Linked DNA regions of Mus musculus: regions 1, 2 and 4 are each linked to region 3. A link is a contact called in public HiCAR-type and promoter capture Hi-C data. All regions are on one chromosome and are shown on one strand. Each heading gives the region's core, a stretch centred on a gene start, on an enhancer-like site or on the middle of the called end of the contact. The rest is flanking DNA. Distances are from core to core; before and after follow the strand shown. Region 1 holds the start of Ndufaf4 (NADH:ubiquinone oxidoreductase complex assembly factor 4). Region 2 holds the start of Rmdn1 (regulator of microtubule dynamics 1). Region 3 holds the start of Faxc (failed axon connections homolog). Region 4 holds the start of Klhl32 (kelch-like 32).

Evidence for each region. Promoter capture Hi-C pulls out the DNA fragments that hold promoters and counts their contacts. HiCAR-type assays count read pairs that join an accessible place to other places. Capture Hi-C pulls out chosen DNA fragments and counts their contacts.
Region 1: a contact with region 3 is called in a promoter capture Hi-C map of the 3T3-L1 cell line, with 12 times the contacts expected there. The contact joins the promoter of Ndufaf4 here to the promoter of Faxc in region 3. A contact is called at or near these places in 2 of 39 promoter capture datasets (the 3T3-L1 cell line and cranial neural crest) and 1 of 115 datasets of contacts at active chromatin or transcription factors (astrocytes).
Region 2: a contact with region 3 is called in a promoter capture Hi-C map of liver, with 2.9 times the contacts expected there. The contact joins the promoter of Rmdn1 here to the promoter of Faxc in region 3. A contact is called at or near these places in 1 of 39 promoter capture datasets (hippocampal neurons), 1 of 115 datasets of contacts at active chromatin or transcription factors (astrocytes) and 1 of 9 other capture datasets (liver).
Region 4: a contact with region 3 is called in a HiCAR-type map of astrocytes, with 6 times the contacts expected there. The contact joins the promoter of Klhl32 here to the promoter of Faxc in region 3. A contact is called at or near these places in 2 of 39 promoter capture datasets (hippocampal neurons and liver) and 3 of 115 datasets of contacts at active chromatin or transcription factors (astrocytes, embryonic forebrain and forebrain).

Annotation. Positions count from the first base shown.
Region 1 is chr4:24,896,377-24,899,559 of GRCm38.p6, forward strand. It overlaps Ndufaf4 (NADH:ubiquinone oxidoreductase complex assembly factor 4), which reads left to right and starts at 1,707. Exons shown (of 3, transcript NM_026742.4): 1 at 1,707-1,926; 2 at 2,197-2,300. The coding sequence starts at 1,791. It overlaps Gm46848 (a long non-coding RNA gene), which reads right to left and starts at 1,746. Exons shown (of 3, transcript XR_001784261.2): 1 at 314-1,746.
Region 2 is chr4:19,573,245-19,576,686 of GRCm38.p6, forward strand. Rmdn1 (regulator of microtubule dynamics 1) reads left to right here and starts at 1,822. Exons shown (of 10, transcript NM_025476.6): 1 at 1,822-2,083. The coding sequence starts at 1,970.
Region 3 is chr4:21,929,678-21,932,644 of GRCm38.p6, forward strand. It overlaps Faxc (failed axon connections homolog), which reads left to right and starts at 1,649. Exons shown (of 6, transcript NM_175234.4): 1 at 1,649-2,152. The coding sequence starts at 1,887.
Region 4 is chr4:24,849,388-24,852,383 of GRCm38.p6, forward strand. It overlaps Klhl32 (kelch-like 32), which reads right to left and starts at 1,737. Exons shown (of 11, transcript NM_001163020.2): 1 at 1,351-1,737. It overlaps Gm31379 (a long non-coding RNA gene), which reads left to right and starts at 1,674. Exons shown (of 3, transcript XR_390445.4): 1 at 1,674-2,388; 2 at 2,493-2,648.

The DNA.
Region 1 (3,183 bases), core at 457-2,956, 3.0 Mb after region 3:
TCATTCATTATCAGCTATCAACCTTACTTCAGTTTGGCTGAGAGAAAAGCAGACTTCTGACTTCCCTTGAGGGTCTGCCTTCAATCCTCAGGCAGAAGCCAGAAAGAAAATCTTAAGTTCAGACCTTCTGCTACATTGTATGTCTTGACAAGAAGAGCTGAAATTATGGATTTATGGTCCAGGATTTTGTTTCCATTCTGATTACCAAAGTAAGATAGCCAAAGGTGGGTTCTGCTGGAGCCTCTCTGCCTTGTTTTGGTCTTTAAGGGTCTGAGTAACCCCAGGCCAAGGCTAGATAAAACAATAGGCTCACCTGCCACTGTCTCTTCCAGTGTCAAATCCAAGCTTTCCTGCGTGTAGAAATTCACAGATCTTTAATTTTGTACTATCTGCTGTCCTGGACTCACTCGAAACTCTTGTGTAAGGTTACTTTCATGTAGCCCTAAGTTTGGTGGAATCACATGAAAATTTAAAATACTTTAGCAGGCAGTGAGTGGAATTGCTACTATAATTCTTAAAGCACAGAACAGACTTAATGAGGCCAAGGAACATTTCTTGATGTCCAGAGAAATTGGTTTTAAAAAAAAGGCACCCAGTTATGAACTTGTTTAAAAAGCTCTCAGATGGAAATCTTGGAGCAGACTGCCACCTTCAGGATAACTAACAAATTAACTCACTGAACACGGTTTTAGCTTCTACATAACCCATCTCCAGAGACAGGTTTCATAAGCAACAGTGAGAACTTTACCCCTCTAGTGTTTTCTCTATTATGAAACAGTTTAATTAGTAATAGTCCTTAAAAAAATGAAAACCCCTCCCCCTAATTTTTTTCTTTAAGTTGGTTAGACACAACTAATCTATTCACCTAACCAACCAGGCTAAAATCTTTAATAGATTTCACAACCACAGTCTGGGAAAAATATTAATTCGAAAACTTATTTTCTTGCTGGTGGGCTTTAAAAACTATGGGCCAATCACATTGAATACTTTCGGAAACGTAAAAGAAGGAAGAGACAAAGGGTGGGTGGAAGAGAAGGGGAAAGGAAGATAGAATGTGTACCGTAGATTTTTTTTTTCTTTTTCCAAATACAGCGTTAAGTTACACCAGGGTTTGCCAAGATTACAGAGACTCGAGAGGCAGTAGAGCTGAGAAATGGGGCTGAGAAGAGCACGGTGATTCAGCGCTAATGGAGGAGTATGTCAAGTTAGTACTACTTATGAGAGAAGGGGAAGGAAAGCCTAAAACTCATAGCACTAGGGACAAAGTGGCAGGAAAATGGTATGTCAAGATAGTGAAAGAGTTAAAACAAACAAACAAAACCAACACAAAATTGGCTCAGAAAGCTCCAGGCAAGGGACAGGAAAATAAGGGCTGTTAGAATGGAATTGCGGCTGAGAACAAATATTCTCAATTTCTCAAAAGCATGGGCAGGTAAATTCAGAACCTTGACCCTGCGCTCTGCCCTCTGAAGAGGTTGGAAGATCTCCGCTCCACACTGGCTACTCGGGATTTTGCAACCGTGGGATCACAGCAGCTCATCCTTAAAGACTCCGGAGTCGCCGGCCGGCGTCCCTGACAACGCCCAGATGTCTGCGCATGCGCCTGTGCGGAAGGGTGGGCGGGGCGGAGTCCAGGGTGCGTCCTCCCGGCCACCAGGGGGCGACGAGCGCGTCCTCGGCGTTTTACCGGTGCCTGGCCCCTGGTGTGCGCATGCTCCGTGCGTACAGAGGTCACCGGTGCCGGTGGCTTCTACACGTGCGTAGTGAACTAAGGGCATCATGATTTAGAGATGGGGGCTCGCGTGACCCGCGCCTTAAGGAACTTCAACGTGGAGAAGCGAGCGGAGCGAGAGATCAGCAAGAGGAAGCCCTCCATGGCACCCAAGCACCCTTCTACCCGCGACCTCCTGCAGGAGCACCGGAGTCGTGAGTGCAGTCCCTCCCAGGCCTCCGGTGACATTGAGGTCGTCCCCGCGCGGGCCCCGGGTGGTGGCGGCTGGAAGGAATCCCGGAGCCCAAGGCAGCCCGCGCTCTCTCCCGGCGTCTGCGCAGGCTGCACGCAGACTCTCGTCCAAGTGTTTGCCCCAAGATGTCCAGATGATTTTTTTTTTTAATATTGTACATGTTTACGAGTTTAGAGATTTTTTTCCTTAAAAAAAAAAAAAAAAGATACTATGGCTTATTTTCTTTCCTTAGAGTATCCAGAAATCGAAGAAGTTGTTTCTAAAAAAGATAACAAGCTGCTGTCATTGCTAAGAGATGTATATGTCGATTCCAAAGATCCGGTGCCTGCCTTGCCGGTAATGTATACGTTAATTAAGTTGGCAGTTTATTTTGGAGGTCTGAGAAAGTGATCAAGAAAAAGAGGGCAACGAGTGAAAGTGCAAAGTGTGTGTGTGTGTGTGTGTGTGTGTGTGTGTGTGTGTGTAGAGGGGAGCAGTCAGTGTAGAGCACAGACAGCTAGACACAGGCAGGCCTGGACCCCCTTCGATACTTAGGGTATACTTAGGGTATACTTAGGGTATACTTAGGGTATACCGAAAGACCTGTGAAGGGATTGATTGGATGGACCTGTGTGAATTGTTTATTGCAGAAGTTGTAGGGTTGGGTTACGGCATTTTTTAGTGGTTTTCTGAGTGACCAGTATGACTTTGAGAGCTATTTCATATTCTGTAAATTAAGATGCTCTTAATGACAACCTCAGTGTTTGGGGGTTTGGAGTGGGGGCACGTTCATAGTTTTGAGGATGTGTCCCAACAGGATATGTAATATTATATGTAAGTTAATATAGCATGCTGGAATGATGGGTATGTCTCCTGTGTCAGGTGTAAGTGTTGTGTGTAGTGATTAAAACAGTAATTACTCTCTGAGGCCCATGGTACGTTGCGGACCACAGACCATTCCGTGGATGAGCAGCTGTACAACTATAATGTAATTACGGGCTGGGGAAGATGAAAGGCTGCTTCTGAGGAAGTGACATTTAACCCTGGGCCTGGAGTGCAAATTGAAGTTGCAGCCTGGAAGGCAAAGAATTAGATTAAATGAAGAGGAAGTACCAGCCACAGCCCTCAAAGTTTTTTTTGTTTTTTGTTTTCATTACAAAACTTTTTTGTATTATCTAATACTGAGCAAAAGACTGCAATTACAGCTACTTCTATAATATTCATAATTTAATAGTGACAG
Region 2 (3,442 bases), core at 572-3,071, 2.4 Mb before region 3:
AACATGCACACAAAATCGTCATATCTTGCCAATAATCAGATAAAATCATATCAAGAGCCTCAGTGTGCAAAGGTGTTGTAAGATATTTGATCATATTGTGAACCCCAAGATTGTGTTACTTCCTGAAAAAAAAAATCTGTTTCTAGTTGTGGTATGGCTCTACCTGTGACACATACCTTTAATCCCAAACAATGAAGGCAAATTTAGTTTGTAGAAGAAAGCACCCATGTTTGAAAGTAAGGTTTAATTGAGAGGTAGACAAAATGAGAAAGATTTGACAGAATAGAATTTGCCCAACTCTCACCAAAAGAGGGGGGCAAGGGAAAAGAGGCTACTTAAGAGAACAGCACAGAGACAAAAGGACAGAAGGCAGTTTTATCTTCTCATTGAAACAAGGCAAGCACTCTACCAACAGAACTTTATTCAGTCTCTAAAGTAATGATGCCTAACTATTGAAAACCAAGTAAGATTGCCAGACAAATTTAGGATACTGAGATAGATCTAAGTATTGAATAAGAACTAGAATGTGGGGGGTGGGGGAGTGAAGAAAGTGCCCTTGTCACTCCAGTACCAACTCCAGAAATTCCTGCCCTGCTTCAAAACAAAGCAAAGAGAGTGTGTCTTTTGGATTTGCCAAAGTTTAGTGCAAAGTTTGTGAACCCCAAGATTCTGTTACTTCCTGAAAAAAATATTTACAGGCACATTTCTCCATCATCACTGAAATGAACATGATGTATGTAATAGCAAAAGCAATGTCTCATGTCTCTACACCTGGGAAGCTTGCTCCAAACACATGTTCTATCCCTTTTCTCACGGGCATGAGCGATTTGATTCTGGAGAATTCAAACTCGTACTGAAGCACATCTTCCTCATTTATAACTTGCAGTTCCTATCTACACCTAACGATGAATAGCATAACGGTTAAAGGACATGAAGGGTCCCAGCACCACATAGCACCTTTAGTAAATGGGTATTTAAGTAATTTAAGACAACAAATAAAAGTTAAATTAAAATCTGATTTCTCTCTCTCTCTCTCGGATATAACCTGTCTTATTTTTTATGTGTCCCTACCCAGGAAAGAACTGGGGTATCTATCTGAATTCTTAAGATGCAGAGTCTAACAGTCTCACTCAGTAGTTCAGACTAGACTGGAATTCACTGAGTAGTTCAGGCTATCTTTAAATCAATACAACAGCGCTGAGATTAAAACAATCAACTTTTTTTTTTTCTTTTTTGAGACAGGGTGTCCGGGATTCCATGCTAGCACTCAGCACATTATATAGCTCAGGATGACCTTGAACTCCTGATTTATGTGACCACCTCTCGAACGCTGGCATTCATTATAGGCTACCACTCCAATCGAATGCAGTGCTGAGAACTGAGTCCAGGACTTCATGCAAGCTAGAGAAGCACTCTGAGCTCTGGCTATGGTAGGACTTCTTTTTCTGGTATTTCCTGACTAAGTCTCATGGGGCTTTGTTTCTTTCTCTTAGTTCCCACCACCTCCAGGCTCTGGATGTGTTTTTCCACCCTCCTCCTTATGTAAGATAATGTAATTCATTCAAGTACTTATTTTCAAAAAGTACCATAAGTGCCAGGATTCACTTTACTGTTGAAGACTTTAGGACGTTATAGAAAAACTACAAAACAAAACAAAACAAAACAAAACAACAACAACCACAACCACAACCACCACAAAAGCTACAATGGACAGTCGCTGACAGCCAGAGGAGGGCTCTCGTCCCTCGCCTGAGCCTGTTGTGCGCATGCGTGATGGTTCCCCTCCACCCATTTCTCCCACCCGGAGTTATTTCCGGTCTCTGGAAACCGAGGCCCGGAAGCTGCGGGCCGGCGTGAAGGAGGTGGTGCTGGCCGACCTCTGGAACTCCGTTCCGGAGCTGACTTTCGCCCCGCCCCGTTTTGTCAGGTCCTCCAGCGCGTCGTCAGTCCCGCTGGGAAGCTGTCAGTCATGGCGCTGTCCTCGCGACTGTGGCGTCGTCTCCCTCCACTCCGCGTCTGTCAGCAGACGAGGACCTGGGGCAGCCGTGGGCGCTGTGGCGCCTGGGGAGTCCGCGCTTGCGAGGTAACCCGCTGTCCTGGTCCTGCTCGCTCCATCAAGCAGGGCGTCGGGGGCGCCCCCATCGCCAGGTCTGGAGGTGCGGCACCCGGCCCGAGGGTCGTGGAGCTTCCGCTTTGCAAACCTCCGCTGAGACAGCTGGCCTCATGACTGAGGGGTGCGTCCTCTCTGCCCTTCCAGTCCCAAAATAGAACGGGAAGGTGAAAGAACTTTGACCGTTTTGAGAAAGTCGACCGTCTCTGGACTCAGGTTATTACCTCGGGCAGCTCTGCCCGGTGGCTCAATGCTGTAGTCCCAACTACTGGAGAGTCCAGAGAAGGAGGATCGCAAATTCAAGGTTGGCTTGGGATGTGTCGAGCCAGTTCAGGGCTAGTCTGGGCCATTTAGTAAGCGCTTGTCCCAAAATAAACAGGAGAAGGAAAAAAAAAAAAGAAAGAAAGAAAGAAAGAAAGAAAGAAAGAAAGAAAGAAAAAAGTAAGTTCTGTGTTAATAAGCCTTTGCCTCGCACCTGGGGGCAAAAATATTTGTGATGTAACTTTGAAATTGTCAATAAATGAGAAAATTTATTTTTCAGTAATTATCCTTCAGTTTCTTGTTTTTTATGCACGCCAAAGCTGTTCAGATTTTTAAAAATTGTCTCAGTTCTGCTGTTTTTATTAGACAGGCTATGACTGTATTCTTGAAAAGGGATGACATCGGTCCCTAAGATATATTTCTCATAACTATTTTGCTAATTTTAAACCCTAAAGTACGGCCTATAAATGCCTGTTATAAAGAAACAGTTACTATCCATGGCGTGTGTAGGTCAGGAATCTAGATATGGCTTACCTGGGTGTCTAACTTAAGATCTCTCCTGAGGTTTAGTCAGGCTTTGACTGTTGAGGCCTCCTTTAATATCTTAGGGTTTTGTTTTGTGGACGTGCTTGTTTACTTGTGTTGCCAGGACTCCCCTAAGTGGCTATGCTTGGCTTGAGTTTAATATACACCCCAAGTAGTTTTCTTGCTTTAAGCCTTCTGAGTCCTAGTACTCCAGGTGTGAAAATTAAACCAACAACCTAACTTCCTTTCTCCCCTTTTAAAAATTCAATCGTTGTGTATTATGTGTTTCACCTGGATGCATGTATGTATTGCACCAAATGCATGCCTAGCACCTAGTTACCATGTCAGTGCTGGTCCTCTGGAAGACGAGCTAGCGCTCTTAAGCAATGAGCCACCCCTCCAGCTTTTCAAGTTTTGTGTATGTTTTGGTTCTGGTTTGTTTGTTTTTTGTTTTGAAAGTTCAGTTTCTGAGGATAAAAGGAGGAAGTTCTGCTTCCACACGCTCGCTCATGTGGCAGTAGGCAGGTAGTTTATCCACATTGCTAC
Region 3 (2,967 bases), core at 399-2,898:
TAAAGGTGGTGGCTCTCCATCTGGAATCTTCACACCCTTCCAGTGCCTAGTGGAGGGTCTTATCGCTCAGGTTTAGCTCCTACCCGCTCTGCCTTTAGAGATGAGGCAGGACTGCATAGCTACTGCCAGTCAAATCTGAGATCCGAGTGTCCATTCCGCATTTAGAAGCAGTTTGTTTTGTTTTGTTTTTTGTTTTGTTTTGTTTTTTAGCAGGGCAGTGGTCGCACATGCCTTTAATCCCAGCACTTGGGAGGCAGAGGCAGGCGGATTTCTGAGTTCGAGGCCAGTCTGGTCTACAGAGTGAGTTCCAGGACAACCAGGGCTACACAGAGAAACCCTGCCTTGAAAAAACGAAAGAAAAGAAGCGGTTCTTTAAAGAGTCAGTCTTCCAGTCCCCCAACAACTGGTGCAGGGCCTGTTGCCTGCCTGTGGATCCCGCACCCCTAAATGGACCACCTCATCTTGTCTCAGTGGGAGAGGATGCCCCTAGTCCCACCTAGTGCTGCAGTGCCTTGCAGGATGTGTGTATTGTGTTAGTGTGTGGGGGATGACACCCTGTAGCTCCTTGGTATCTGGCCCAGGCTGGCCTTCTGTTGGCCTCCTCTGTCACTGCATTGGGCTGATTGCTGTCTCCTTCTCATGGAAGTTCATGTCAGACTACACATCCTGAGAGGTCTTTAACTCCCTTTGGGATGACCCTAAAATTCGTGACAACTTGGGTAGGGCCTCCTTCTCTAGCTATGGTGGTAAACAATCTTTTGTTTTATTTCTAGCATGACTGTACAACCTGTTTATTCTAAGGGGGTGAAATCCAGGAAATGGGAGCCCCTTTCATCAGCACCCCAGTCTCTACTGTATTGGGGGACAGATGTATTCTTATAGTCATACTTGAATTTTAAATTGTGACAAATCATATGTCTTCAATATTTTTATTTCCTCTAAACTGAAACTGCCCATGCTCTGGCTAGAACACATGGTCTACATTTAAGGATTTAAAGGATCTAGAACATTCCATGTTGGTAGAGAGCGTGCCTGCCATGTATAAGGCCCTAAATCCAATCTCTAATCGATCTCTTCAGGGTTACCCAGAGTGGGAAAACCATTTAATACACAGTTGCTTATTTTACAAATTTTCAGCACCCAAAGGGACCATCCTGTATCAGCGATATCCTTGGTAACGATTTCCAAGGTGGGAAGATTTCTCACCTAGAGTACTTTCTGCTGTTATTTGTCAAGGCGGACCTCAATCACTTCATCAGCACCTTGCCTGGGACCTAGGTGACTGTGCTTACCTGAGCTCTTTAAAGCAATGAGAGCAGACAGACGCTCCCGACCTTAATCTGCCCTGGCCCAAGGTTTCCGGTCTGTGGCTCAGGGCAGGTGAGTTCCCTGCGCTCCGCAAGGCGCCTGCGGGCGGGAGCGGGTGGAACCGAGGGCGGCGGCTCTGGGCTCGGCTCAGCCGCAGCCATCGCAGCCTCCCGCGCCGCCCGCCTCCCCGAGCCCGGGCGTCCAGCCCCGCAGCTGCGGCCGAGCAGAGGCAGCGCACCGCGGGGATGCGGGGCGGGGGCAGGGCGCGGGGTAGGTGACATTATCCCGCCTCTGTTGCCGGGCCCAGGGGAGCAATGACATCACGTGGCCCTTTCCACGCGCTGACACAAAGAGCGCCTGCGAGAGGCCTCGGCCAGGGAGGCCGGCGGCCGCCGCTGCCTCGCCGGGCCCGGGGGCCCAGCCATCCCAGATCTCCGCTCGCCGTCCGCGTCCTTCCGCCGTCGCCTCCGCCCGCGCCCCCTGCGCACCGCTGAACCCGCCCGCTCGCCCGGGCGCCGGCCTCTTCCCATGCGGGCGGCGCGGGCCCTGGGAGGGGCGCCCGGAGCCAGCCGCGCAGCATGCACTGGGGGGTTGGCTTTGCCTCGTCCAGGCCGTGCGTGGTGGACCTGAGCTGGAACCAGAGCATCTCCTTCTTCGGCTGGTGGGCCGGGTCCGAGGAGCCCTTCTCCTTTTATGGGGACATCATCGCTTTCCCTTTGCAGGATTACGGTGGGATCATGGCAGGGCTGGGCTCGGATCCCTGGTGGAAGAAAACCCTTTATTTGACCGGGGGAGCTTTGCTGGCCGCGGCTGCGTATCTGCTCCACGAACTCCTGGTCATTAGGTGAGCCGGAGAGAGGGCCCCCGAAGCGGGCACTGACCAGGGCAGCTAGCCCGGGTAGGGCTGGCTCAAAGGGGGTTCCGGAACCAGCCCCTAGGTCCCGCCGCCCAAAGGTCCAAGCGTCCTCTCTCATCCTCTAACCCCCTAAGGCGTTTCACGGTCACCTGGCCACTTGTAAGGAGCCATTTAGAGTTGATGGGAGGGTTAAATTGGGAAGGGAAAGAAAGCGTTTTCCTTCCATCATTTCGATGCTAAAAGCAAAGTGCTGTGAGTCACCAGTGTTATGGATATAAACAATCTGCTAAAGCCCATAGGAAGAGTCTAACTGCAATCAGTGCATTCGTAACAATAGAATAAAGCTCTGTAGAAATACTAAGGTACACTTTTATAAACGCCTAATTGGTTTATGGGTAATGATGCTGGAACATTAACTATTAACCTCATCTTTACCTAAAAGGTTAGTTCTCTCTTACTCTTCTTTATAAATGTCAACATTATTAGGAGGCTGCAGTTGCAGAAGCTTGGTGTAACCCTGTTCAGTTTTGATGCAGCCTTAACCTGCTTACCTGCTTATCTGGTGTGGAACTGTAAGCACCTTCAAGCTTAAATACAATCATTCTGCGAGCGGTAGGAGATCTGAGGGCAGCGCTAGCACATGGAGCACTTGGCATAACAGGGAGTCTCCCTGGGCTGTAAACAGTTTCATGGCTGCCTGCCGCAGAATGTGTACAGGGCTGACTTGAAAATTACAATAAATGGATGCCCCTGCTGTTGGGACTGCTAGTCCCATAGATAGATCTTTAGTGGTAGATGCCACT
Region 4 (2,996 bases), core at 487-2,986, 2.9 Mb after region 3:
TTCTAGACCATACTGTCAGCTGTTCGCCGTCATTACACACTGTCAGTGCTCTCTGGGTGTCACAAACCCCTTTGCCTATTACCTGTCATTATTTGGCTTCCCCTTCCTCCCCCTCCCCCTCCCCCGGTTACCATGTCATTTGACAGAACTCAAAATCTAAATTAAAGAATGTGGTACGACTCCCTTACTTAGCAAGAAGTAGGAAAATGGATATGAAAAGAAAGCAAAATGAACTGTTGAATGCAGCTGGATCTCCACTAAGCTATTCTATTTGTAATGAAAGGATTGGGATTAGCACAGAGTATAATGACTGCATTTCTGAGGTCCTCACGTTCACTCACTAAACATCTGAGAGGAAAAGAAAAATCAGCCCTAGTCAGTCCAGGTACGAGGGACTCCTGTGAGGTCAGGCGTATGGTGTCCTTCATGGGCCTCATTTTAGGAAAGGGTTCTTCCGTATTCCAGAAGAAAACAAAATTCTAATGTGAGCGTTGTTCTAGGACAGTATGCCAGGGCAAGCACTTCATGTCTACCTCTATCAACATAGAAACGAAGCTTTAACTTCTAATCAACCAATTAGGCTGGAAGATGGAATTTCACAAACGGGCTGCAGTGGACACAGAAATGTCAGAAACGCTGTATGTCGTGAGTGAATGTCATCTATACTGTTGCCTTAGAAATTCACAGGCGCTGTTCCCCTTCTGGCCAATTTACAACAGAAAAGCTTCCCGGTGTGGGAGCCACAATAAAAATCATCTGCTCTTACAGTTAATTTAATACTAGTGAAATGCAAACTAGAACTGGAAACAGAAGGAAAGGGCAGCTTCTAAATTAAATTTCTTTTAAGGTCACCAAGATGGTAGTAAATTACCATGTAAGACACAATCCATTGAAAAACTCATCTGACTGACGGGTCCTTTAAAAAAAATCGCATACGTATAGTCACTTTCTTAAAGTTGAATGAAACCACTGTCTGAATACAAATTAACGACTGCTAAGTTGCCACAAGGTCCTCAATGCACATACTACTTTGTTTTAAGTCAAAATAAAAAGGATCTAAGAAATCACTTCTTCCAATGTATGTCCCAAGGCTGATGTTTAAACACGTCTCCTTGGCAACCAGGAAGCATAGTGCATACCGGGTTGGGGGAGGGGGTTGCAACTCTAGGTTGGTAGAATAAGTAACCAGAGTAGTAATTGCTCCCGCTAGACGTTGCCAGCAGAGGCTGCATCTTCTGAAACCGCAACTCCAGGTCTCGCCGGGTCTGGCTCATCCGCAGCCTCCCACCCTCTCCCATGGGTCTGCTGACACTAATTCCGAACCTGTCACAAGGAGAGAGACTGGCTTACCCGATGGAGGGGAGCAGTCTGCTGGGCTTGATACCCCAGGGGCTCCAGCGGGCACCAGGCTCTCTGCCAGGCAAGACAGCTCTGCTTTCCTCTCGACCCTGGGGAAACTGCAGCAGCTCCGTCTGCCCTGCCCGGGCTGCAGCAGTGATGATCGCGCGCTCTGGCGTGTGTGTGGATGCGAGTCGGTGTGCGCGCTACCCCGCGCGCTCCCGAACTCCAGGGGCTTCGGAGAGGGACCGGGATGTGTCGGCAGGAAGAGAAAGCCAGCCAGCCCCGCAGGTGGCGCGTGCGACCCGGCCCGCTCTACCCTCCCAGCAGCCGGTCTCCAGCCTCCCCTCACAGCCGCTCCGCCCTCCTGCCGGTGCGCGCTCCCGCCCCGCCGCGTTCGCCCGTGACACGCGCGCTCCCCGGAAGTCCCCCTCTCCGCGCTCCCGCACCCGAGCCGCTTGTCGCGGGTCACGCGCACAGCCTGCTACTCCCGCAGGCCTCTGCTGCTACTATGGCCCTGACACTAAATCCTGGTCCCAGGCCTCCTAGGGCTGGAAGTGTCTAAGCCTGCAGGTGCCACCTTCCCCATGGAGCGCGCTCCCCTGTCCCTGACTTGGCTGACTTATTCAGAGGCACTAGCCCAGAATAGCCTGCTGTGGCCTTCTGAGAATTCTTGTTAATAATGTACCTTTGAGGATAAGTGTGGAGCAACTTTTTAAGAAACCATAGCCTGCATAGGTAGACTTGTCCTGAACCAGAGCGAAGAGGGAGTATTTGACTATCACTAGACAGCACTAAAACGCTGACACCATTGTTGAATTACCAGGCTTGGCATAGCTGAGGGGCAGTGTGTAAACACGCTGAGAAACTCCCTTTTATGGAAAATGAATAATTTTAATAAGTAATACTGCACCTCTGAATTGGAAACCTTGGTCGAATGTGAAGTCAAGAGTGGTAGACTTGAAGTTGGAGAGAAATACTTAGTAGACACGAGTGAATTAAAATACTGCAAGACTTAAAATATATCCAGGAATTCTACAAAACGGAAAGGTTTGTGTTCTTCCATACACTGGAGCTAGCAGAGAGGCCTAGATCCGTTTTGATTTCTTAATTTTTCTCAAACCAATGGTTCAGCAATCATTTTCCACTTTTAGACCCACAAGAGTTTGAGATGTGTTTGGTCTTCTGAGATCTGCCTGTCTCCGCTCTTTAATGCCACGATTTCCATATTGGACTAACGGATGCTGACCTAACACTCCTGGACACCAGAGTATATGCAGAGAAAAGTATTACACCTGACTGCAAAGAAGGTTAGTGCTAGACTCTAGAATATTTCTTAAGCAACTGCTTCTTCATTTTATGCTGGAAGATCAAATGTGAAAGCATTATGACCCTCAAAATATTAACAATGGTGTCAAGACATAAGACGCTGCATCTTCAGCTTTAGCATGCTTACTGATGGTGTCAGTTTGTAAGGTCTTGTTTATGAAGCCATTTCCAGGAAAGCTAAAGTTCCTAGTATTTGGGCTCTTACAATCTTTCCTCTGCTTCTGCGCGCGTGGCCCCTGAGCTGCAGAGGAGCTGTGCTGTGCTATGTCCATTGAAGCTGAGGTCTCTTGATCTGTTAATCTATGCTCAGTTGTGTTTTCCTGTGATGG